4 separate regions of the Mus musculus genome follow, and regions 1, 2 and 3 are each linked to region 4. The links are chromatin contacts, called in public HiChIP or PLAC-seq and promoter capture Hi-C maps. All regions are on one chromosome and are shown on one strand. The core of a region is the stretch at or near the end of the contact, and the rest is flanking DNA. Distances in the headings are between cores, read along the strand shown.

Evidence for each region. Promoter capture Hi-C pulls out the DNA fragments that hold promoters and counts their contacts. HiChIP or PLAC-seq counts read pairs in DNA pulled down with a chosen protein or histone mark.
Region 1: an H3K27ac HiChIP or PLAC-seq map of embryonic stem cells shows a contact between it and region 4, with 4 times the contacts expected there. The contact joins the enhancer-like site here to the promoter of Schip1 in region 4. A contact is called at or near these places in 2 of 39 promoter capture datasets (hippocampal neurons and liver), 1 of 15 datasets of contacts at CTCF or cohesin (embryonic stem cells), 3 of 484 Hi-C or Micro-C datasets (the N1E-115 cell line, embryonic stem cells and olfactory sensory neurons), 4 of 115 datasets of contacts at active chromatin or transcription factors (embryonic basal ganglia and embryonic stem cells) and 2 of 9 other capture datasets (adipose tissue and embryonic stem cells).
Region 2: a contact with region 4 is called in a promoter capture Hi-C map of hippocampal neurons, with 8 times the contacts expected there. The contact joins the enhancer-like site here to the promoter of Schip1 in region 4. A contact is called at or near these places in 5 of 39 promoter capture datasets (the HPC-7 cell line, embryonic stem cells, hippocampal neurons and 2 more), 6 of 484 Hi-C or Micro-C datasets (the HL-1 cell line, cerebral cortex, cortical neurons and 1 more) and 1 of 9 other capture datasets (embryonic stem cells).
Region 3: a promoter capture Hi-C map of hippocampal neurons shows a contact between it and region 4, with 5 times the contacts expected there. The contact joins the enhancer-like site here to the promoter of Schip1 in region 4. A contact is called at or near these places in 3 of 39 promoter capture datasets (the HPC-7 cell line, frontonasal cranial neural crest and hippocampal neurons), 5 of 484 Hi-C or Micro-C datasets (adipose-derived mesenchymal stem cells, cerebral cortex, forebrain and 2 more) and 1 of 9 other capture datasets (embryonic stem cells).

The regions. Positions count from the first base shown.
Region 1 is chr3:68,304,162-68,309,777 of GRCm38.p6, forward strand. All of the region lies in intron 4 of Iqschfp (Iqcj and Schip1 fusion protein), which reads left to right. The region is part of intron 1 of Schip1 (schwannomin interacting protein 1); the gene reads left to right. It also overlaps the pseudogene Gm5848. Among named protein-coding and RNA genes, the nearest start is that of Gm22073, 240 kb to the right of the region's middle. Within about 2 kb of position 2,315, at least 7 of the 459 cell types and tissues checked have an H3K27ac peak or open chromatin away from gene starts, as enhancers often do. A contact at or near this core is called in embryonic stem cells, where this site is marked.
Region 2 is chr3:68,282,073-68,287,326 of GRCm38.p6, forward strand. All of the region lies in intron 4 of Iqschfp (Iqcj and Schip1 fusion protein), which reads left to right. All of the region lies in intron 1 of Schip1 (schwannomin interacting protein 1), which reads left to right. Among named protein-coding and RNA genes, the nearest start is that of Schip1, 220 kb to the left of the region's middle. Within about 2 kb of position 1,694, at least 19 of the 459 cell types and tissues checked have an H3K27ac peak or open chromatin away from gene starts, as enhancers often do. A contact at or near this core is called in hippocampal neurons, where this site is marked.
Region 3 is chr3:68,249,129-68,254,817 of GRCm38.p6, forward strand. All of the region lies in intron 4 of Iqschfp (Iqcj and Schip1 fusion protein), which reads left to right. All of the region lies in intron 1 of Schip1 (schwannomin interacting protein 1), which reads left to right. Among named protein-coding and RNA genes, the nearest start is that of Schip1, 190 kb to the left of the region's middle. Within about 2 kb of position 1,528, at least 4 of the 459 cell types and tissues checked have an H3K27ac peak or open chromatin away from gene starts, as enhancers often do. A contact at or near this core is called in hippocampal neurons, where this site is marked.
Region 4 is chr3:68,061,763-68,067,686 of GRCm38.p6, forward strand. It overlaps Schip1 (schwannomin interacting protein 1), which reads left to right and starts at 3,040. Exons shown (of 8, transcript NM_001113421.1): 1 at 3,040-3,245. The coding sequence starts at 3,180. The region is part of intron 4 of Iqschfp (Iqcj and Schip1 fusion protein); the gene reads left to right.

The DNA of each region.
Region 1 (5,616 bases), core at 1,065-3,564, 240 kb after region 4:
GATGAGATAAAGGCTTTTATGGTCCGGGAGTACGGGGTTCCAGGGGATTCGACACACAGGTAGGCAGGGTTACAGAAGGGGCACAGAAGCATAACTTGGTTGTAACAACTTTTTGAAACAAAGGTGTGGCTGCAAGGTCATCATAACAACTTAGCAATAACAGGGTGGTCATAATAACCTTTAGAAATGAAGGCATGGTTGCCATTTCTTGGAACAGGCATTACAGAACCATTTGTAGTTAAGGTTACAGGTTGGGCAAGCCCAATTCTTGAGAAACAGAGATTTAATCATAAGCAGGAATGAACCTAGTTGGTCTTTACTATAAGATGGTTTTTAAGCCTTAGATGGAGGCAGGTTGGTTTGTCATAATCCACTGTGTGAGTTATGTGGTTAATCTACCACTGTGCTGTTTTCACAGTCTATACATTTGCACATCCTTCTAGCTATGGTCAAAGTATAGTCTTAAGCATTTCAAAGCCAAAATACCTGCATCTAAGGGCTTTAGCATGGAGGTCACCTATTACAGGCTCATGTTTACAGATGTTAATGCAAAATTCACAAACTCTAGGGTCTCTCTGCTGAGTTCCTTCCATCTCTCGTTTTGGGCCAAGGTGTCCACTATGTGATCCTGCTCCTGTTGATGTCTAGTACTTCACTGCAAGCTCTAACATCATCCCCTCCCAGTCAAATGCCGTCCACCAGTCCCTGCAGAGCCAGCCATTCATGTGATGCATGAGATCACTCCCATGCTTGCTTGCTATGAGATAATGGCTTTAGTATGAACCTCTGCGGTCAAACTTTAGGGATGTTTGGCTTCAAGACGAATTGAACATTTTCCAAATGCCAACCGTTTTCTATCAATAAAAGGAGAAATTGTATTGTAAAAGTCTCCCTTTTCTCTTGTTTATTTCTATAAAAAAAATCTCACTAGGAAACAGAGTACAGATTATCTGTGTCTAATAATCATCACTTTTTCTGTCTCATAGTGTCAGGTCAAGACGGGCTTCAGGTTTTAAGTATAGTCCACACATGAGTACAGTTCTAATGCTGTCAACTAGTTCCTTTTGTCCCGTTGATTATAATCCCTTACCAATAGTAGCACGATGTCCTAGAAAGAATGTAAATATAACAGACATATGTTGCTAAATTAATAAGTCATTGCTAGGTCCAAGATAAAAACCAGAAACTATGATTTGTTCTTGTAGATCAGAAGGCTGAGTGAAGGATTAATATCATGTATATGTCCCCAAAGGCAACTATTGACCAAGGAGAGTGATTCCTGCTTCTAATAGGTCAGTTGCCTGCAGGAAGTAGCTTTTTAGCCCATTGTTTTACAGACTCAAACAAAATACAGTTCTCAAGCCCTGTGGCATCTTAACCTTTAACACATGGTCTTTGTTCTGCTTTGTGTTTGCATTTGATTCTGAGATCTGATATTCTACCCCTTGGTGTTTGAAATCACGCTCTGTTTCTCTGTGCTGAGACCATCACTATCTCCCCATGTCACTTCCCTAGTGACATTTTACATCATCCCGACATTGTTGAACTTGCTGTCCATGGAAATTCCCATCCCTCTAGCTCTCCCCTATTGCTCTTCAGTCACCCCCTTCAGTTTATTGTCCTCATTGTATCTCTTTCCTGCTGGGTAATGGTTCTTCCTGCTGATAAGCTGTGTTCAAGATACTGAGAGGCCAGCAGCACTTGTGGGCAGTTCATTGGGCTGGCAAGTGTCAAGTGCCCCTGAGCAGATGGAAATAGGACTCCAGTCACTTTGTCACAGAACTGCCTTTTGTGATGTGCAAGCCTTGTAACATCCCATCAGCTTGGTGGTTAATGGACCTGTAGGTTTCCAGTCTTTCCTATATTAAACTGAAGTTAGATATCTTGGCAAATACATTTCTGTTCCAGCCTTGGTGCTGGTGCCATCTTTTGGGAGCAAAGCCAGCCTCAGTGTTTAATCACTTTATCTTTGAGGATCAACAGCTCTCTGTTCTGAGCATCGGGAGGAGGGCTCAGTGATAAACACTAATAGTTAATGTGTTGGCATTCCCACTAAAGCGCATTCTAGTACATTGTTCTGTTAGTGTCTAATAACAGCCCTCGTGATTACTTTCTTTTTAAGTCAAAAACATCTGCATATATTACAGTGAGTGAATGACTCTAAATCACTATACTTAGTCAGTCCAGAAACTAATCAGGACATTACCTCTTCTTAGAAAGCTAATGCAAGATCTGCCTGTTTCTTCCCTGCTGGGTTCCCTCCAGGAGATCAGCAGCTAAAAAAACAAAGCTTCCTGTGAGTTGTCTGCAGGAGCACCAGTGGTCAGGAACCAGCTCCGGTGACTGATCGACCCCAACACAATCTAGGCTGAGATGCTTAGCCATCTCAGTAACCATCATGAATATACAGACACTCCACTTGTGACCTGCAGGTGTGTGTCTTGAAAAATTGTATGCAGATCAAATTACCCTGCCAAGAATTGTATTGTAAAACCCACCAGGGAAATATGTTACTTAGAGGTGTCCTGCTGTTCATCTTTGTGCAGAGGATTCTTTCACCACAGCAATAATCCATGTTTTGTTTGTAAACTTAAGTCTCTAGGTGAGAATCTGCGTGAAGTGAAGGACACATCCATTTTAATGGAGTAAGGTAGATGGTGGTCTGAGATACACCTTCTGAACTACTCAGGGGGGCTCAGCAAGCATTCGGTGAAACAAAGGGACAAATTAGTCCCTTTGGAAAAATGAAGCTCTGCCATTATTCTTAATATGCATTGATGTGCGCATGGAAGGTCCCTCTCCCTCTCCCGCTGTGGTTTTGCCTTTCCTGGTAATTGTTTCCTTAGAGTAAACTTAAAGATTCTGTTTGTGACTAGGGCCAGAGTTCTTTTTAACAAACCACAGGAGCATCAAATACCCTTGACCTGAGCAGGTAAGGGCAAGCAACTGTTTCCCTGCTTCTCCTGAGCTAGAGTTTCCAGTTGCCTGGCAGCCTCTTCATCTCAGGCTCTGTGATCTCTGACTTACACCCTTGAAATCAACTCCAAATCCTCTTAGTCCAGGGTTCCCCCCCTTTTTTTCTTTGAAAATAGAAATTTTTCATATAATAAATTCTGATCACGGTTTCCCCTCCCCCTGATCCTCCCAGATCCTCCCAACCTCCTCACCCACCCAACTCCACACCCTTTCTTTCTCTCCTTAGAAACAACCAGGTACATTTTTAATTCACAGACAAATATCCACCCTGCCTTTGGGCTTCTTCACACCATCATCATCATTGCTAGAGAAACTCGGATACATATATATTTATTGCTTAAAGAGATTTAGATCTAAATAATAACCAGGTCATTGCAAGGGTGAAAGCCACTTGCAAAGTCTCTCTGGGGAGGGAGCATGGGTGTGGCCACAAACAGCTCCAGGGACTATTCTACATCCATCACAGGCAAATATCCTTAAGGAGCCAACCTAAGAACACCTGAGCTATTGTTGACAGGGAAGGAAAGCACCCCCTATTGTCTACCAGCAAGTCACAATAATGATGAAACATAGAATATAATTGTCTTGGCAACCAGACTTCCTCAGAGCCATGATCTGGTTTCTGTGACAAAAACTGGTCAAGAAAGAGACTCCTTTCTGTCTGAGAAACTGTCGAGACATTCAGACATTTTGATAGTCAGGTCACAGTGCTCCCAGGCCCTGCCTATACAGAGTTTTTTTTTAAAGGTCCTGACATACAGAAATTTCACAAGTCTACTCTCAGTCTCTTCCTCTTCCAAATGCAGTCATAGAAAAGATTTGAAAAGTATATCAGGATAGACAAAATTAGTAAACTCAGTATAACAGTTGGACCATCTTTAGTCCCTACTCCCACACTCTGTCTTCTCCTATAACCTTCACCCAGGATTTGATCTTTCTGCTAAACCAGGGTCTAGAACAGTTCTCTGTGTTCAAAATCTCAAATTCTACCTTCCAGATCGACAGGCTGTGTCGAAAAAGACAAGCAAACTTCACCTCCCCCTGGAAAGGGTGAGGGTTGTAATCCGGTTGGACACCTTTTGACATGTTCATCTTAAGGGAAATATGATAATGCAATTATCTGAGGGAAGAAGGAAAGAAGTCTTCGTCAGCTTGTCCCACTGCCTGATGATGCCAACCCTAACAGGGAGTTGGGGTTGACAAGATTATCAACTGTAAAGATCTTCTGACTTGAACTTTCTGCTCAAATTCTTCTCACTATAAACCTCCACATGATTAACATTGAGTCACTAATTAAGTCACAGTTTTCAGTATGAAGCCTTGGACAATGTCATACCTGGAGAGTGGAGTGTCATGCTTTTTTTTTTTTAATTTTCTCCACAAATAGTTAATATGTTACCTATACAATTGAAAATATATACATACACACAACTAGACACATATTTATATCCAACGTAATATGCTAAATATCCTTTTCTCTATGTTTATATGTAAATATGTCTATCATTATACTTGAATTATTTTATTGATTTGTGATGCTCCCCATTCGACACTGCCCATCTTTATCTCTAAATTTTACTTTAGTGGTTAATGTTCATCAGATTTTTTTTTTAACAAAAAGCACAGGGTTTTATTTCTCACCCTTTGGGCAGGGTTCTTCAGGCCTTTGCAGGGCAGGGAGCAGGCTCTACTTGCCAGTGATGAGCGGGTTCCGCAGCACCACGATGACCGAGTCCCCACGCAGGAATATCTTGGAGATGTAGCAGTCCTTGTTGACAGGCTTGGACTTCTTCTTGCCCTTGCTGCTCTTGGGGACCTCAGTCCACATCTCCTTCACATTTTCCAGCACCATGTTGCAGTGCCTGTCAAAGGCCTTCACCCGGCCCAGCAGCTTCTTCTTGTTGCGACAGTTAATGAGCACTTGCGTGTTGTTCTTGACCGACTGCGAGAGCACTGAGAGGGGACCTGTGTTGAATTCCTCCTCCTCCCGCTTCTGCAGCTCCTCTGGGGTCATCTCACTCTTAGGTTTATTGAGGAGACTCATGGTGTAGGTTTCGCTCGCAGATCACTCCCGCCCAGATTTCTGACATCTGCCCACATACTTTATTCCATCCCTAATATGTAACATTTATCCCTGTCCCCGTCAAGCCTCGGCAGCCTTCTCTGACAAACCACATGCTTTCCTGACGTCACCTTTCACTACTCCTTCAGTGATGCAGCCTGATCTGCCTCATCCCCCCAGATTTCTCTGTCAGACTTCCACGTTCCGCGCCTACTGATACCTGACCGAACACCAGAGAATTGACCCAGCCGCCTCACTGCCATGCAGGTGTGTGAGCTGTGAGCACACAGACAGATGAGTCTTCACAATGGAAAATCCACATCAGCAGCCCAGAAACTCACTGTGCTTTATGTCTGTTCAGTGCTTCCCACCTCCACCCATGGGAAGGGTCTTGAATTTTAGCACCATACATTATTTTTGACTCTGTGAACTCTTCTTTCACTCGATATTATGACTTTAACATTAACCTAGCAAATGATTATTCCTATCAATGTGAGTGCCCAGTCCCAGGATTTGGAACCAGCTCACACATTGCTATACCCTCATACACAGCATGCAGAGTACACAGCACACTTTTC
Region 2 (5,254 bases), core at 444-2,943, 220 kb after region 4:
ACACCCTGTACTTGTTTGACTATACTCTTTGTGTCTAGGATGAGACCACATCTCATTTTGGTTTGAAATTGCATCTTCTTGATGTGAGTTATGGTGAAATTTTTTGTTTGTTTGTTTGGTTGGTTGGTTGGTGGTTGGTTTTTGGGTTTTTGTTTTGGTTTTGTTTTTTGGTTTTTTTTTTTTTTTTTTTTGCATCTACTTTTTGGCCATTTGAATGTCTCTTTTTTGTAAATGTCTTTTCAGGAAATCTGTTTAAATTGTTTTGTTGGTCTGCTTTTCTCTCTCTCTGTCTCTCTGTCTTTCTCTGTCTCTGTCTGTCTCTCTGTCTCTGTCTTTCTGTCTCTCTTTCTGTGTCTCTGTCTCTCTCCCCCAACCCCCCATTTCTCTATCCCTCTCCCTGTCTCCCTCTCCCTCTTCCTCTCCCTCTCCTGCTTTGTGGCTCTCACTTTCCTCCGCTCTCTACATTCCCTCTACTTGCCTTCTGGCACTCTCCCTCCCTCATGAACAACTCAACTACGTTTTGACCCTATGTTTCTTCAGAAAGGAAAACAGGGCTATCTTGTGAACAATGCCATAGGCCTGGTAGCTTAAGAAAAAAGTTATTTATTCCAAAGAATCTCAAGCACTGGGGATGGCTTTGAAATGTTCTTCCTGCCCTTGGATATGTGAGTTTTCACTGTGGGAAGGGCTATTTGGTGCACTTTCCCAGCAGTGTAAGAAAAAGAGGCAAATGCATTTTAGCATTTAACCAAGTGCTAAATTGGAGGCCCAACCTAGTAATATGATACCAAAAAAAATATTTTCAGGAAATTTGCAGTATACTTTACTGCATAGAAGACCTTTATATCAAGGGGATAAAGATTTTTCTTAACCACCTAGTTAATTTCCAGAGAGCACAGACAGCACTTAAATAATTTAGCAAGACCACCATGGCACCACTGGACCTCAGCTGTAGCTCCTATCTAGAAGAGAAACTAGGCACTCAGCTCCTTACAATGTGGCTCATGGAAGCTAGGAAAGTTTTGCAATAGCCCTTTCTTTTCCTTATACAGAAAGTACAAGTACAGATGACTGAATGAAAAGAAAGGAAATATAGTTTGTGTAAACATTTACATTTAATTTTGTCTTAATTTCTTGAGGCCCATTATGTGTGTATCAAGGCGCGTAACAGCTTTAAGTTAACAATACAACAATGCATCATTAAATGTACACCAGATGTTCCTGTGTTGGCACCTATTACAGAAAGCCTTCAATGTGCCTGTCAAAGGGGAGGGGGGAAATGTGTGCTCTCTTTTAATAACCAACACTAACCCATCAAAACACAAAGCAATAACAGAAAGTCCCTGACACGTTGCGTTGATAAAATACAGCCTGGAAACTCATTAGAGTAGCAGGCGGCTGAGGAGGCAGCAGACCCAGTCTGCAGCCACGTTCCTGGGGAGCTGAGTAATAAAGACACTGAACAGAAGGTTAAGCCCAAGGATTGAACTGCTGATGCAGTGCGAAATGATGGGCACAGAGGCTGCCCTTGTGAATCACAAATACTCGGGACTTGGGAGTTAGATGGAACTGACAGCAAAGAGTATCAGCAAGCCCATTCAGAAAACGGGTAATATGTGTTTTGGAGGATCATAAACCAGGATGATACAGAAAAGAGTCAGAGCAGATGGCGACAGAAGCGTAAACATTCTAAACTGTTTTTTAAGGGAGCTTTTTATGGGACATGCGCATTTGGATCATGGAACGGATTAAGAGCGCTGGAGTTATGACGAGTTCTTTGCTGCTTTCCCTGTCTGATTAATTTACCTCCCAGAGAGCAGTTACTTAAAGGGGCTTTCATGGATCCACTGCAGCAAAGCCATTGGAGACGTGGCTCGTTCCCTGGTGGCTGATAGATTTATGGATATCTCTCCAGACCAAATCTCAGCATGGGAAAGCAGGGCAAGGGAAGGAGATGGGAACAAATGTGTGTGAACAATTCATGTCATTGCTTAATCGATCCAAATCAACACAAATCTACTTTACTGTTTTGCAAACACTTTTAATGAATCAAGAATTGCGAATGTTTTAGAAATAAAGCCCAATCGAAGTCTCTCTCTAAATGCTGGAATTTAGAATTCAGAATTTAGAATCCACAAGGTTCACATTCTATGAAGGAAAATGTTCTCTTTTACCTTAAACCATAAATTCAAAGTTCATTCAAGGAGAAAAGTCAGAAATAATAAAGTTTAAAGGAACTGTGAACTTGCTCTGAAATATGTAGAGCCATGTTCTCAAGGCTGACACTTTGCCCACTCTCAAGGCTGATGCCTTGCCCATCTTCAATTTATGGATGAAGCTTACATCTGTATGGTGGTACCTATGAAAATGGCTTTCAGAGAACTCTAGACGTGAGGTATTCAGGGTATCATTTTTCTTCTCTAATTCTTCTTTCCTCTTAATCTACTGCATAAATGAAAATAAAATGTGTCAGAGTTTTCTTAATATTACAATGGTGAATCTAAACTCCAGTTTCAGCAATGAAACCCTCTGTTGGATACTATCCAAAGTCATTTGCACAGCCCTTCAAGGGACTATTTAGTTTGCTCCAAGTGATTCTATGCCTTCTGTTGAACAGAGCCTAGGAACTGAGTTGGTAATAGCAGGCATCATGCCACCCACAGGTCAATTCAGCATGAGGCATGGCAGGATGCTTAATGATAAGTTACATACGCTCTCAAAGGATTTCCTAAACCTGCCATTCGCTAGCTTTGTCATTGAGCTATGATTCCTGTAATTGAGAGAATAGAATTCTACCTCCCAGTGAGTGATATGTTGGATCTTTCAGTACTGAGATAAAAATAAAGAAATTATCATACATGGTGCAGATTGTAAAGTATACTTTGTTTCTGCAACAAAATTAATAAAATCAACTGACCCTAGAGGTATTTTCTAAATTCTGTTAGTAGGAATATATTAGGAGGGTAATTTTTCTGAGTATAGGAAACTAGATAGCAAAAGAATGGTTTTAAATAAAATAAGTTTAGATATGTGTGTGTGCACATTTAAAAAAATACATACAGAGTATAAATGAATTACATTGAATCCTAGTGTTTAAACTCACTTGGGGTGTTATCATGTCAGAGTATTATGAGCAGCGCTTGAAGAACATTCATAGACTTGCTGGCTCTATACCTAAGAATAGAATTGCTTAGTGACAAGGTACGCTCATGTTCAAGTACCAAGTATCATGTTCTCCTCTATCAGAGATGGGCTACCAGGTCTTCGGTTGAGGTCTGTGACATATTTAGAGTTGAGTTTTATGCATGATGTCAGATAAGCATCAAGTTTCATTCTTCTACATGTAACAATCCAGTTATATCAAATACATTGGTTGAAGATGCTTTCTCCAATGTATATTTTTGCTATTAACTTTGGAAAAATCAAGTGGCTGTAGGTACATGGGCTTATATATGGGCCATTGTTTCTATGCCATCGATGGAGGTGTCTAGTTTTATTTCAATGTCATGCTTGGTTTGCTACTACAGTTTTTTAGTACAATTTGAAGCCAGGAATGGTGAACTCCCTGACATTGTTTGTGTTCAGGATTATTTGGACTATCCTCAGTCTTTTGCTTTTCCACAATATTTTTGAAATTATTTTCTCAATTTCTATGAAGAATTGCATTGGAATTTAAAAAATTTTTTTAATTAGGTATTTTCCTCATTTGCATTTCCAATGCTATCCCAAAAGTCCCCCATATCCTTCCCCCCACTCCCCTACCCACCCACTCCCACTTCTTGGCCTTGGCGTTCCCCTGTACTGAGGCATATAAAGTATGCACGACCAATGGACCTCTCTTTCCACTGATGGTGTTTGCTATATCAGGGTCCTTTCAGCAAAATCTTCCTAGTGTATGCAATGGTGTCAGCGTTTGGAGGCTGATTATGGGATGGATCCCTGGATATGGCAGTCTCTAGATGGTCCATCCTTTTGTCTCAGCTCCAAACTTTGTCTCTGTAACTCCTTCCATGGGTGTTTTGTTCCCAATTCTAAGAAGGGGCAAAGTGTCCACACTTTGGTCTTCGTTCTTCTTGAGTTTCATGAGTTTTGCAAATTGCATCTTGTATCTTGGGTATTCTAAGTTTCTGGGCTAATATCCACTTATCAGTGAGTACATATCATGTGAGTTCTTTTGTGATTGGGTTACCTCACTTAGATGATGCCCTCCAGATCCATCTATTTGCCTAGGAATTTCATAAATTTATTCTTTTTAATAGCTGAGTAGTACTCCATTGTGTAAATGTACCACATTTTTTGTTTCCATTCCTCTGTTGAGGGGCATCTGGGTTATTTCCAGCTTCTGGCTATTATAAATAAGGCTGCTATGAACATAGTGGAGCATGTGTCTTTCTTAGCAGTTGGAACATCTTCTGGGTATATGTCCAGGAGAGGTATTGTGGGATCCTCCGGTAGTACTATGTCCAGTTTTCTGAGGAACCGCCAGACTGATTTCCAGAGTACTTGTACAAGCTTGCAATCCCACCAACAATGGAGGAGTGTTCCTCTTTCTCCACATCCTTGCCAGCATCTGTTGTCACCTGAATTTTTGATCTTAGCCATTCTGACTGATGTGAGATGGAATCTCAGGGTTGTTTTGATTTGCATTTCTCTGATGATTAAGGATTCTGAGCATTTTTTCAGGTGCTTCTCAGCCATTCGGTATTCCTCAGGTGAGAATTCTTTGTTTAGCTCTGAGCCCCATTTTTTAATGGGGTTATTTTATTTCCTGGAGTCCACCTTCTTGAGTTTTTTATATATATTGGATATTAGTCCCCTATCTGATTTAGGATAGGTAAAGATCCTTTCCCAATCTGTTGGTGGTCTTTTTGTCTTATTGACGGTGTCTTTTGCCTTACAGAAGCTTTGCAGTTTTATGAGGTCCCATTTGTCAATTCTAGATCTTACAGCACAAGCCATTGCTGTTCTATTCAGGAATTTTTCCCCTGTGGCCATATCTTCAAGGCTTTTCCCCACTTTCTCCTCTATAAGTTTCAGTGTCTCTGGTTTTATGTGGAGTTCCTTGATCCACTTAGATTTGACCTTAGTACAAGGAGATAGGAATGGATCAATTCGCATTCTTCTACGTGATAACCACCAGTTGTGCCATCACCATTTGTTGAAAATGCTGTCTGTTTTCCACTGGATGGTTTTAGCTCCCTTGTCAAAGATCAAGTGACCATAGGTGTGTGGGTTTATTTCTGGGTCTTCAATT
Region 3 (5,689 bases), core at 278-2,777, 190 kb after region 4:
GTTGTTAACAACTTTTTCCCACTAAAAATTTACTTTAGAACAAAATTATTCAGTTTTTTAATAATTTTATCACATTCTTCACAAATTGAATTATAGACTTATCAAATAAAACCAGTAACTTACATAGGCTGTCCAAGAAATTACATGTTTAATTTCTCCAGTGAACTTTTTATAAAGGACTGGGGACAAAGCTGAGTCAGTAACATGCTTGATGAAAATAGATAAATAAAGTTGCTAAAGGTGAGACTGACCAGCAAATCATAGCCCCTTTTATGCCCGGCTTCAGAGATGAAAACAGAATTGCTCAGGCTCTTGCCTTTGGGGAACTCATCTGGATGGAGATAGAAATGTAAAAGAGATGAGCGTGATATGAAGATGTGGAACAAAGGATGGTCTGCTGACATGAGGATGCCCCCTGTGCGAGCCAGAGCTGGTTGTTCATTCTTCTGCCTCTAGTTGTTCTTCAGAGACCATTCCAGAAAGAATGCTACTCAGGTTAGGTCTGAGGGATAGGGCAACCAAAAAAGTTAGGAAAAATAAATAGCAAGAGACTGTGATGGAGGGGCAACTGGGGCCCAAATTCAAGCAACGAGAAATAAGAAACCGTCATATCCATTGTGTTGAAACCTTGTGCAGACAAATTAGGTGTAGCCGAGAGAAACAATGTAGATGCCATACTGAGTGAACTAGAAACTGTTACAATGTTTATCCCAGAATATCTTATATCTGAATAAAACCAACTCTTACCTGCCATGGAATTAGTCATTTTTATAATTTTGAAATATCCTAATAATTACTAAAGAATCAGTGAGATTTAAAAATATATTTACATCCCAAACAACTTAAATAGCAGAAGCAATCCTAAAACCTACGTATGCTCAAGAGTAAAGATGATCATAATACAATAACTTTTTGTATATTTATCCTTAATCCATTAATTTTTCTTTATAATTACATTTATTTATTATGTGGGTACACACATATGAGAAGGTCAAAAGACAAACTGTACAATAATTTCTTCCTGCCCCAATCTGGGTCCTCGGACTTGAAGGTCAAACTCAAGTCATCAGACATCCCAGGAAGTTCTTTAGCCCACTGAGCCATCTTGCCAGCCCTAATCTGTTAGTTCTAATGAATTTCTCTACTCTAGGATGACTAATACATACAAGTCTACTAACCCACCAGACTCTATGTTCTCCATGCTTCAAGTACTACTTTTTGTACACTCTTAACCCCTCCCCAAGAAAAAGTCTATCTTTCACATGTACTTCTTTCTGGTAGATAACCAATGTACAAAACCGTGTTTATTGAGCACCAACCAGGTGCCCAGAGTTAAGGAGTCTTCAGTGCAGGAGAGACTTCCAGAAGCAACACAGCCTGTCCTCACTGGTCTCAGAGCCATAGGAAACAGAGAAAATTACCGTACCACAGGAGGTTTATGGCAGTGGGGGCCTGGGGACCAGTTAGGATGCCTACTGCATCTTACCCTAGTGAATAGGGATGCCTACTGCACATCACCCTCCTGAACAAGACACAGGGAATTCTCGGGAAGGGAAAATGTATAAACAGTGGGAGTTAGTGAGATGAGAGCCAAGAGTTCTTCAAGCAGAAGGAGGAGAATCTGCAAAAGTCACAAAAACAGAGGAAGTGTGGAACATTTGCTCATAGGGAAGGGGCACCTGGTGTGGGAACAGAGCCAGGTGGGATCTAGAAACGAGGAGGTTTAATAAGCCAGGCCCAGACCAAGATGCTTCCTAAGAGATTTCAGGGCAGGCTCTGGCATGAGGTAAGCATTTGAATTGCTATATAATTGATCTACAACACATCTTCTCTGCCTTTCCAAGTTAATGTATTAATTCAGTGCAACCTGACAGAAATTTCATAGAATTTTCCAAATTATTTGTCAAGATGACGTGTAAACAATAGATAGCACACTGCCAAGACAATTATGAAGGAGAGCAAGCTTGAGAGAGTTGCCAAATTTGTTGATATTTTAAGTCAAGACTTCTTATTAAGCCATGGTAATTTTAACAGTATAATTTCCACACAAAGATAGATAAACAGACCATATGGACATGTATGTGCATAAGGATGGCATTTATATGTACATAAATAAACCTTCTTTAGAGACCATAAGAAAAATAATTATTTTATTAAATTATATGGAGCCAAGCAGTGTGGTGAATGCCTTTAATTCCAGCAAGCAGAAGGCAGAGGCAGGTGGATCCCTGTAAGTTCAAGGCTAGCTTGCTCTACAGAGAAAGTTCTAGGACAGCCAGCATTACACATATAAACCCTATCTCAAAAAAAAAACCAACAGATGATGATAATAATAATAAATAATAGTAATGATAAATTCTATTGAGACTCTTAACTATAAGGAAAACAAAATGGTGGCCCATGGCTTGTGACATACACAAGACCAATTTTAGATGAATGAAAACCCAAAGCATAAGAGACGAAACTTTAAGTCTTTCATTAAGAAAGTGTAATTGGATATATTTGTGAACTGAGACTAGAGAAGAATGTCTTAAGCACAGATAAGACCAAAAGCACGGACTATAAAAACAAAAACTGGTGTGTGGCCATGTTAAAATTTCAATTCAAATCCATCAAAATCACCATTGGAAAAGTAAAGGCACAATAACAGATGGGGATCCAGAATGGAGAAAAGGTTTTTTGTTTTTGTTTTTTAAATCAATAGTAATTTTAGAACAAAGATGGAGAAGAAAGCGAGAAAGAAAGGATAAATGCAAGGGGCTAGGAATGCACCAGGAAAGGACACTTGAATGGCCACTGAACATGTTAAAAGGCCAGCATCACTATTTAGGAAAATGTAGGTTTAGCCATGTGGAGAGAACATCTCATATCACCAATTTGCCACCAATTTCAAATTCTGACAGTACCTAGTCTCAGCGAAAGTGTGAGCATCTGGACTTTACTAAGAGGGTTATGCATTATTATATCACCATAAGAGTAATTTTTCAGAAAAGACAGAGTTTCAAATATACCTACATGGGTAAGGATGTGTCCCCATAGTGCATCACTAGACACAGACGTGTCAAAATAGTATAGCAAGATACGATTAGTTTAAATTCAGAGTATGCCATGATAGTATATTCTGCTTTTGTTATTTAGAAGTAATATATGTACATACTTACATAATTTTACACATGTAAAATATGTGCCCAGAATGGATACATGCTAGATTCCCCATTACTAGTGTATGGGGAAGGGACTTAGTGGAGGGACACAGACAGTGCCTGTTGTGCTTTGCTTTGTTCTCTAGCTGTGGTACTGCATGTAGGCTTATTACACAACACTCCCTGCATGGTTCAAATGTTTCATTGTTTTTCTTTAGAAATGATGAGCTTGGCTCAGGAATCTATTTGCATTACAGATGCATGACCACATTGTTGACATTTCACAAGGAAGACTCACATTCCTTTCCTTCTACCTCCCTTTCATTATTCTAAACAGAGAAGCAGGCTGAGGTTTAAACTGAGTCTTTTCTGGACCAGCTCACTGAAGGGCAGAACTAGGGCTAGACCAGATGTTCAGCCCTCACAGTGGCTCCTTCCAGCCCAGCTGCCACTGTGTGCCCGGAATAAGTGGATGCTATGGAGACCATCTGAAATGGCTTGATTGAAGGGCGACAGGAACTCCGGCGCTCTCCAAATAGTGCTCAGACTCAGCCTGACAACTAGCCTGTTTCCATTACAGATGCTGATGGTCAGGGGCTAACACTGCCTGTCACCCAATAAATGGCTACAGAAATGCTTCTGGCAAGCTGTGGGTCCCAGTTGCCTCTCTCTTCCCATTTCAAGGCATCAAGGCACAAGGCTAACAGCCCTTGTTAGCAGCATTATAGTTTTTCAAATACCCACTGAGACATGAGGAAGGATGTGTGTGTATGTGAGAAAGAGAAAGAGAGAGAGACAGAGACAGAGAGACAGAGAGAGAGAGAGAGAGAGAGAGACAGAGACAGAGACACAGAGACAGAGAGGCAGAAAGAGATACAGCAACAGAGACAGATAGATTCTGTGTAATATAAATGTATGTCCACATGTGTATATACACGCCTATGAAGGTTAAAGGTTGATACCAGGTATCTTCCAAAATTCTCCACCTTGTTCACGGAGACAAGATCTCTCACTTGAACTCAGAGCTATCCAATTCAACTAGTCTAGCCTTCAAGCTTTCCCCAAGGATGCCCTGCCTCCACTTCCCAAGCACAGGGAATACAGGTAGGCAACTTGCCTGCCCAGCATTTACATGAGTACTAAGTGGCCAGTGCTTCGCCAACTGAACCATCTTCCCAGGTCAAGACTGGATTATTTGTGTATGTCTGTCTGACATTATCATCCCATTTGAAAAAGAGATCTTAATAATGTTTCAAGTGATGGATAGGGAGTGAGCCTGTATCTGCAGGAAGATGTGATAACCAAATCACTGTAGAATTAACTTCTGGTCAGTTGGAAAGCTGCCATTTCTGAATCCAAGTACTTTCCACAGATGATCTAGCTCACCACAAGCTCAACACAAGAAACCAGGAAATTGTCCAAAACATGAGACACTACAAGTGTATACCAAGAAAGCCTTTGTATTAGTGATGTTCTGAAATTTGTGTTTGCTGACACATTTTCCAAACTTACAGAGTCAGTTCCTATACGGCACTTAGCTTCATTTAAGGTACTTCTGAAAGGAATTACTTATTTGCTTATAAAGTGATTCATAATAAACTCTAAACAAGATTCAGCTCAGTATGTAAACAGTTTGTTAACAAATTGAGATAGTTCTTGATTGACAGTCAGTGTAGCCATCTAACAATTCTACCACCTTGCATAAATGAGTTAATCAGTCTCATTGATGTCAAGCAGGGGCCATGAAACTATTTGCTGGTTACTGGCAATGAATCACTCTGATTTATGAATAAAGAAAGAGAAGCAGAATTTTTTTTATCAAAACTATCTTTATTGAAGTCTACTTGTTTGGTGTTTCTAAATACAGTTTGAATCTAAACTAAGTCCATGACTTGAAATACAATTAATGTGGTTGGATCTCTTGGGTACCCAATCACTCAGCATCTCCATTAGGATACTTAATCACCATCTCTGCCTTACCATTTTCAATAGAATTCTTTACACTCCTTTGTAAACCTACTCATGCGCATTTAATGAAAAGTATCACTCCAGCAAATATTCTCAGGGTTAGCCTAAATTATTCTCTTTCCTACATATCACCTGTGTATCTCTATATTCAATGTTTCAAGAAATTCTTCATATCTGTCTTCAGTCTCCAAACAAATCAAGAACTTGGTCAGACCTCAGCATCTTTAAAGCCATGGTCTGAGATAGCTTTGGTTGTCTCTAAATGGCCACCATTCCTTCTGCCTTTGATTTCTTCAAATTGCTGCTCTAGAGACCAACACAGTCTCCCTAGCCCTTGCAATAGTTTCTGTCACATAAAACAACCAAGCCAGATCTGCGGCTCTATACCAAACTTCACCTATTTCTACTCCCTGCTTCCTGACCTTTTAAATAAATACAGGGATGAATAATCAAGTGTCCTACTCCGGGGTGTAAAAGCCAGAATGGCCATATAAGAAGGGCACAGGTTTGAGTTAACAATCCAACTCATCCATTGAGTGGCTTATTTATCCAAATGGATTTAACACAAAGGTTCCAGA
Region 4 (5,924 bases), core at 1,790-4,289:
CTCACTTGGTTGTAGACACCTGTCCTCACCATGGTCTTGTCCCTGCTCTACAGCTTAAGTGACAGAAGATGGCTCTTTGTCTTACATGCACACTGAGCCCTCATTAACATTGTACCAGACCTCACCAGATCGCATGAAGAACATGCTAGGGTCCAAAGAGAAGTGGGATGTGGGAAGACTGGATGTGCTCCACTCTTATAGCTACTTTGCTTGGAAATCTTTTGGTCCTTCGGCTCTCTATGTTTGCCTATTATAACCGAGATGTCTGTGGTGGGATAAGACGGCAGAGTTACTCACATCCTGAATTAAATCCACTTTGTTAGTTCCACACTCCTTCTGCAAACTATCTGAGGGGCTATTGTGCACCTTGTTACCACACTAAGACACTGGGACATGGTGATCACTACTAAATCAAGCAAGCCTTACAACTTGTATACCTGCACAGACTCTATATAATTCCCTAGGCATGACTGGCAGTTCTTGTAACAAACATACCAGTAACTTAAGGGAGATACTCAGATTTCTTTATTTCTTGTGTAGACTTGAAATATTTTCTTATTAATAAAATCTAACTTCCACAACATCTTCTAGGGTGTAATTTTCCAGAACCTGGTACCAGAAATAGTACTTTTTGTAGCTATTAGCAGATGTTACTTGGAAGGAAGATGAGATAGTCAATTTATTTACCATAGGATTTTGTACATATCTATTGTGTCATCGCAGACTTGAATATGCAAAAAGAGACACTTTCGCACATTTCCAATCTTCTTTCTCCATAAAATACATTATTAGTTTTATCTTATCAGAAAATTGATCCATAGAATTCAGTGGCTCAATAATAGCATTAATATGAATTGAATAGTGCATTGTGTGATACGCCATTTAAGACTTTGGCATCCCCCTTTTTAGACCTATATTATAGAGCTATATTATACAATTGAAAGTTTTATTTAGTTAGTTTGCACATAAAACTTCTTACATCAGCTGACTCATAGAATGTATATGAATATTTGTGTGTGTGTGTGTGTGTGTGTGTGTGTGTGTGTGTGTGTGTGTGCACGCTTTAAACCAGACAAGTCTAGCCAACAAATCAGTGCTATTGGAAGGTGGGATTTCAGAAGTTAGTAGATAACACCTTTTCTAGGAACATCTTCTTAGGAAGTAAGAGTGATAGACAGCAGGGGATCTACATCTGAGATTTCTTTCTTACCAACATTAGAATCCTGGGTATAATTCAGACAGAGGCAAGGCTGAGCATCATCACTGGACTCTAGAATCAACTGTTAGCAGCCACCAGTAGCATTGAAAGCTGTTGACCCCACCCACAAGCAAGGCCAAGGGAGTCCTGGGCATGGAGACAAATCAGGACCACAGAGGCCCTAGTTTGTAATCCCTCAGCCTGAGCAATTTCCAGCTTCCCGGAGAGGAGGAAAAGAGGGACACCAGTGGCTGTGGGGCTTATAGAAAAGTGCTCCCTTAGGGAAACTTGAGGTTGGAAGAAGGCAATCCAAAACTCCATGCAACAATATTTTGGCTTTGTATCCGGCGGCATAGCATCCTTATTTTTTACTTGCTTTCACTTTTGTATGTTTATATACAATTTGATATATTAGTTATTTCAGTGTTGTACTAACACGAACTTTTGTGACAACTTTTTGATTGATAATTTTATAAGCGTGTTTAAAGTGTTTTGACCGTATCCCCCTCCATTCCCTCCTCTGCAATTCTTCCCTTCCCCCGCCTTTCACTTACCCTGTCATGCATGCTCCCCCTCTTATAACCTACTGAGTTCACGCATGGGGAAGTTTTGCCAATCATGACTGAAAAAAAAAATCTTTAATTAGGCTATGTGACTAACTAGAAATAAAAGAGAAGCATGCTGTATAGAATAAAACTGGACACTCTCATCCTAAGTTCCTTAAAACTGTACCTGTATGTTATCTTTTACAGTGGCTTATTTAGAATATATCGTTAACATTTTAACTATTTCTTCATTCTGTATTTAAAACATCTGTGAATAATTAAAGAAAGCTCCCTACCAACTTTTTGAAAATACAATTCAAATCTTTTCAGAAGTAGTAAGTTTTTGATGCTTTTGAAATGTTTTATCCCATTAAATAAAATAGTGTTAGGAGTTGAAGGGAGTTGCTTGAGCTTTTATTTCTCAGTCATGGTGATCTGATTTTTAGAAGATTACATTTTTTTTTAACGTGCTAAAAATTCTGAGTTGTTTTCGAAGTAGATTCCATGTCTGAAGAAATCATTCTCGTTTCTACGGCAGCTCCTGGGGAGCAGAGAAGGGGCTTCACACTCTTCATGAGTTGATCATAATGACACATCTCCTGAGGCACACCAGAAGCTCATCCCAGCTCACCCCGAGACGGCTTCGCGTGTGAGCTGGGAATCGACCTCTTTGAGGCATTCTGTTGATAGGGTTAACCGTATTGGTGGAAGACCAAGTTATTTGATGCAAATAGATTTTCAAGAAAATCATTATGCTAAATACTTAATAGAAGGATTTCATCTACATACGGCAGCAACTGTGACCTGCTTTCAAGATGACATCACTGGGTGTCATGTGGCTCTTTATACATTCCAGCCTCAGAAAGAGGTAACCTACGAGAAGCAGAAGAGTCTGCTGATATTTGCTGTGAGAATCTTCAGCAGACAGAAGCCGGGACGAGAGGGAGGCAGAGCTGCTTGCACAGTGTGTATCGTGGAATTCCACAATGGAGCCTTGTGGAGTTTTCAGCTTTATTTTCATATATTTTTTAAGTTAATGAAGATTAGGTGAATCAAGTGCTTCATATTAGAGGGGAATTGTTCTCTTCATAAAGATCAAGAGGTTCTCTCTTTGGACTTCTCTGTTCTCCAAGGAGCCTGGTCATCTTTGTATGTTTATTCCCCCTATTTGAACAACGCAGACAAAAACCAGGCAGTTTCTTCTCTTGGGAAACTTACATTTTTCCTTCAGTTTTGAAGATTTATGCTCCAAGATTTGCTTTAAGCTGCCGGGGTTGTTAACTAAAGGGGAGACATCACACCTCGCGGCATGCGCTGTAGAAACTCTCTAGGTAACTTTACCTGCTAACAAAGTGGCTCTCTATGGATTCCTTTCCAAGGCGGTTTCAGTGAACCGCTCTTCCTTCTCAAATGGACGAGGGTAGCTCTTCAGCACCATGGAGAGGTCTGAGCAGCGCGTAAGGGCCGCGTGGGACTGCGACCCAGGCAAGCAAGCTGACAGAGTAAGTTTTCCACATCCAGTCTTGTATACCATAGACATATGGGAACAGTAACCCCCAAGTCTAATAAAACAGACACTATAAAAGATAGGTTCTTCACTGCATTTTAAAGTTTAGAGACAACCAGGTAAATGTTATTTTAGAAAGAGCTAATATGCTCATTTAAAGAAAATATTGCATTCTATGATGTGAATGTCTGTACTTTGAATTTTGAGAATGTTGAAAGTTAAAACTCCAACACAAATTAACTACACTGAAAATATACAATCCAGATGTTTTGGAACTATCATTTTATAAACATACATAGATAGTTTCAAATGTGCAGTTTGTTGCTCTTTGTAATCAGAAGGGGCTGAAAGGGGGTTTCTGATTGGTCACTAACCTGAAGAGCAGTTAAACTCTTAGACCACAGATCATAATTTCCATTCCAAAAGAGCACTTAGCTGTCCTAATGTTCAGACACACAGGTGACAATTGTGACTTAAAGCGCTGGCATTTATTTGCATCAAATACATACAGCGGAACTGATGGAGGTTATAAGCAGCTTCTTAAAATAACATGATTAGATATGGGCTATTGAAATTGCTATCTTAGTATCACTAGATATATTTATTTAGTTTCAAAACTTCCAACTTAACTGTTTAAATTAAAAATTCAAAAACAACAAATTTATTGTCGTCCCCCCCCCAATCATTCTTTAGCCACCCTTACAAATCATCCGTACACCCCTGGAGAACTGTATATTACAACCTCACACAACCAAGGGAGAAGATCCTCTTAATTGCTGCCAATAACGACCCCAGCACATATTCTGTGTAGGAGAACATAGGGCCATTTAAAACATAATTAAAGAAAAAAATTTTTTCAGGCCAGTTAAATATAGTTTCAGACACATATGCTAAACCCTTTACTTTAAAGTATAACGACACTCTTTTAATGTTATTATGATATAAAACTCACTTCTCTTGATGGTTCTTATATTTGAAAACATCAAGCATAGATATTTCTTTCTATTATATATTAATTTCAGCTGAATTGCCATTCATCTTAACTCTTCAGTAACTTGCCATTTGATTTTTAGATAAATGGTACTTATTCTTGACAGTATGTGAAATGTATAATTTAAAAAGACATGACTTAATTTTGCACTAAGGTGCTATTGTTATATGTATTTTTGACAGCTTTGCTTAGTAGATACACTAGAGCTTTCCTAAATTGATCTCAATATTTAAGAGAACTAAGCGATTTGAAATGTGTGAAACCTAGCTTTACCACCCAGATCTTTTAGTTTTGTTTGCTTGGGTTTTACGTTTCTGCATGGATTTTAGAAGGAAACAGTGTTTTTCCCCATAGTAGCTGTGCTGTGGGACTTTGTTTTAACATTCTTTTTCTCATGAGCTGTGTCTATTCCCTAGAGGAAGTGGACCTTGGACAAGTCTTTTTTGAGTGGAGAGACTATCCTTCAATAACACAGACAATGTGAGGCTGGTGTCATAACCTGTGCCTGCTGTATGCTCTAAAGTTGGGTTTGTGAGGCTTGCTAGATTCAGGGATCTGTTATCTGTCAATCTTTTCCTCTCTCTCAGTCTCTCAAGGACATAATGTGGTACAATATTGTCAGGAGTGAAGCATTTTACATTTGTTCCTCTTTGGAAAACATTTTGGTGATGTATTTATAACCGCCGCTACCTAGCTTAGACAGTTTGAGATATGGTTGTTTATGTATTTGCTTAACTAGAAATTGTTGCTACATGACAAACCACCAACAGATGTTAGCTTCAGGTCTGATAGCCTTTCAATCATTATTGAAAGAGTGCAAATCACCCAACAACAGAAGACACACAGAGCTATTTAGACTGTGAGTGCTCCCCATTTTGTCCTTTTTCTTTTTCTTTTCTTTTTTTTTTTTTTTTTACAGCATTCTGTTGGTAGCAGATGTGTGTGAACAATCTTAAATTTAGTTGACTGACATTTTGTTTTTCTTGCCAACGTAAAAATATGCTCACAGTTTTGTGGTTCACCCACCCTTGCGGGGCTCTATAACCTTTGGCTGAAAAAAGTGTGGGGGGGTATCTGTTTAGCAAAAACCACTGTAGTTAAAATCCTTTGTAAGGATGCTGGACATAGATGGGAATGATAGATATGTTTTCACTGGAGTTTTTAACCCTTTTAATCCTTCAGAAAAGTTGGTCTTATAAATGGTTCTTACAACCTGGAAATGTTTCCTACTGTTGGATCTGTTTCCATCAGAGCTTCTTCTAGATGTGACATATCTGGGATTTACAGTGACAGCAGAGTCCTCTTCATGTGGGAGAGCTTGGGAGTAGGTTTGGGTCAAGGAAACAGCTATTTACAAACACACTGAATTCCTGAGATTATTTATATTAGGATGTTGGTTGGTCCCAAATGATTTCTTGACTTAATTTAAAAGCTTTCTGTCACTATGAATGGCACTCAATGAATGTCGGGGTCTTAAGATCAGAACCCAGTTTTCCAAAGAATATCTCTGAACGTATGCATCAGTCTAGATTCACCCATCTCTGTCACACTGAGCGCTCATTATCGGCAATTCCTGGCGCTGCGGATTTTGAGCTTTAGACTCAATTATAAACATGCAATTAACTTATATAATTCAAAGACAGTCTAAGCGTTTCAAACCATTTGTACATTAAATAATTCCAT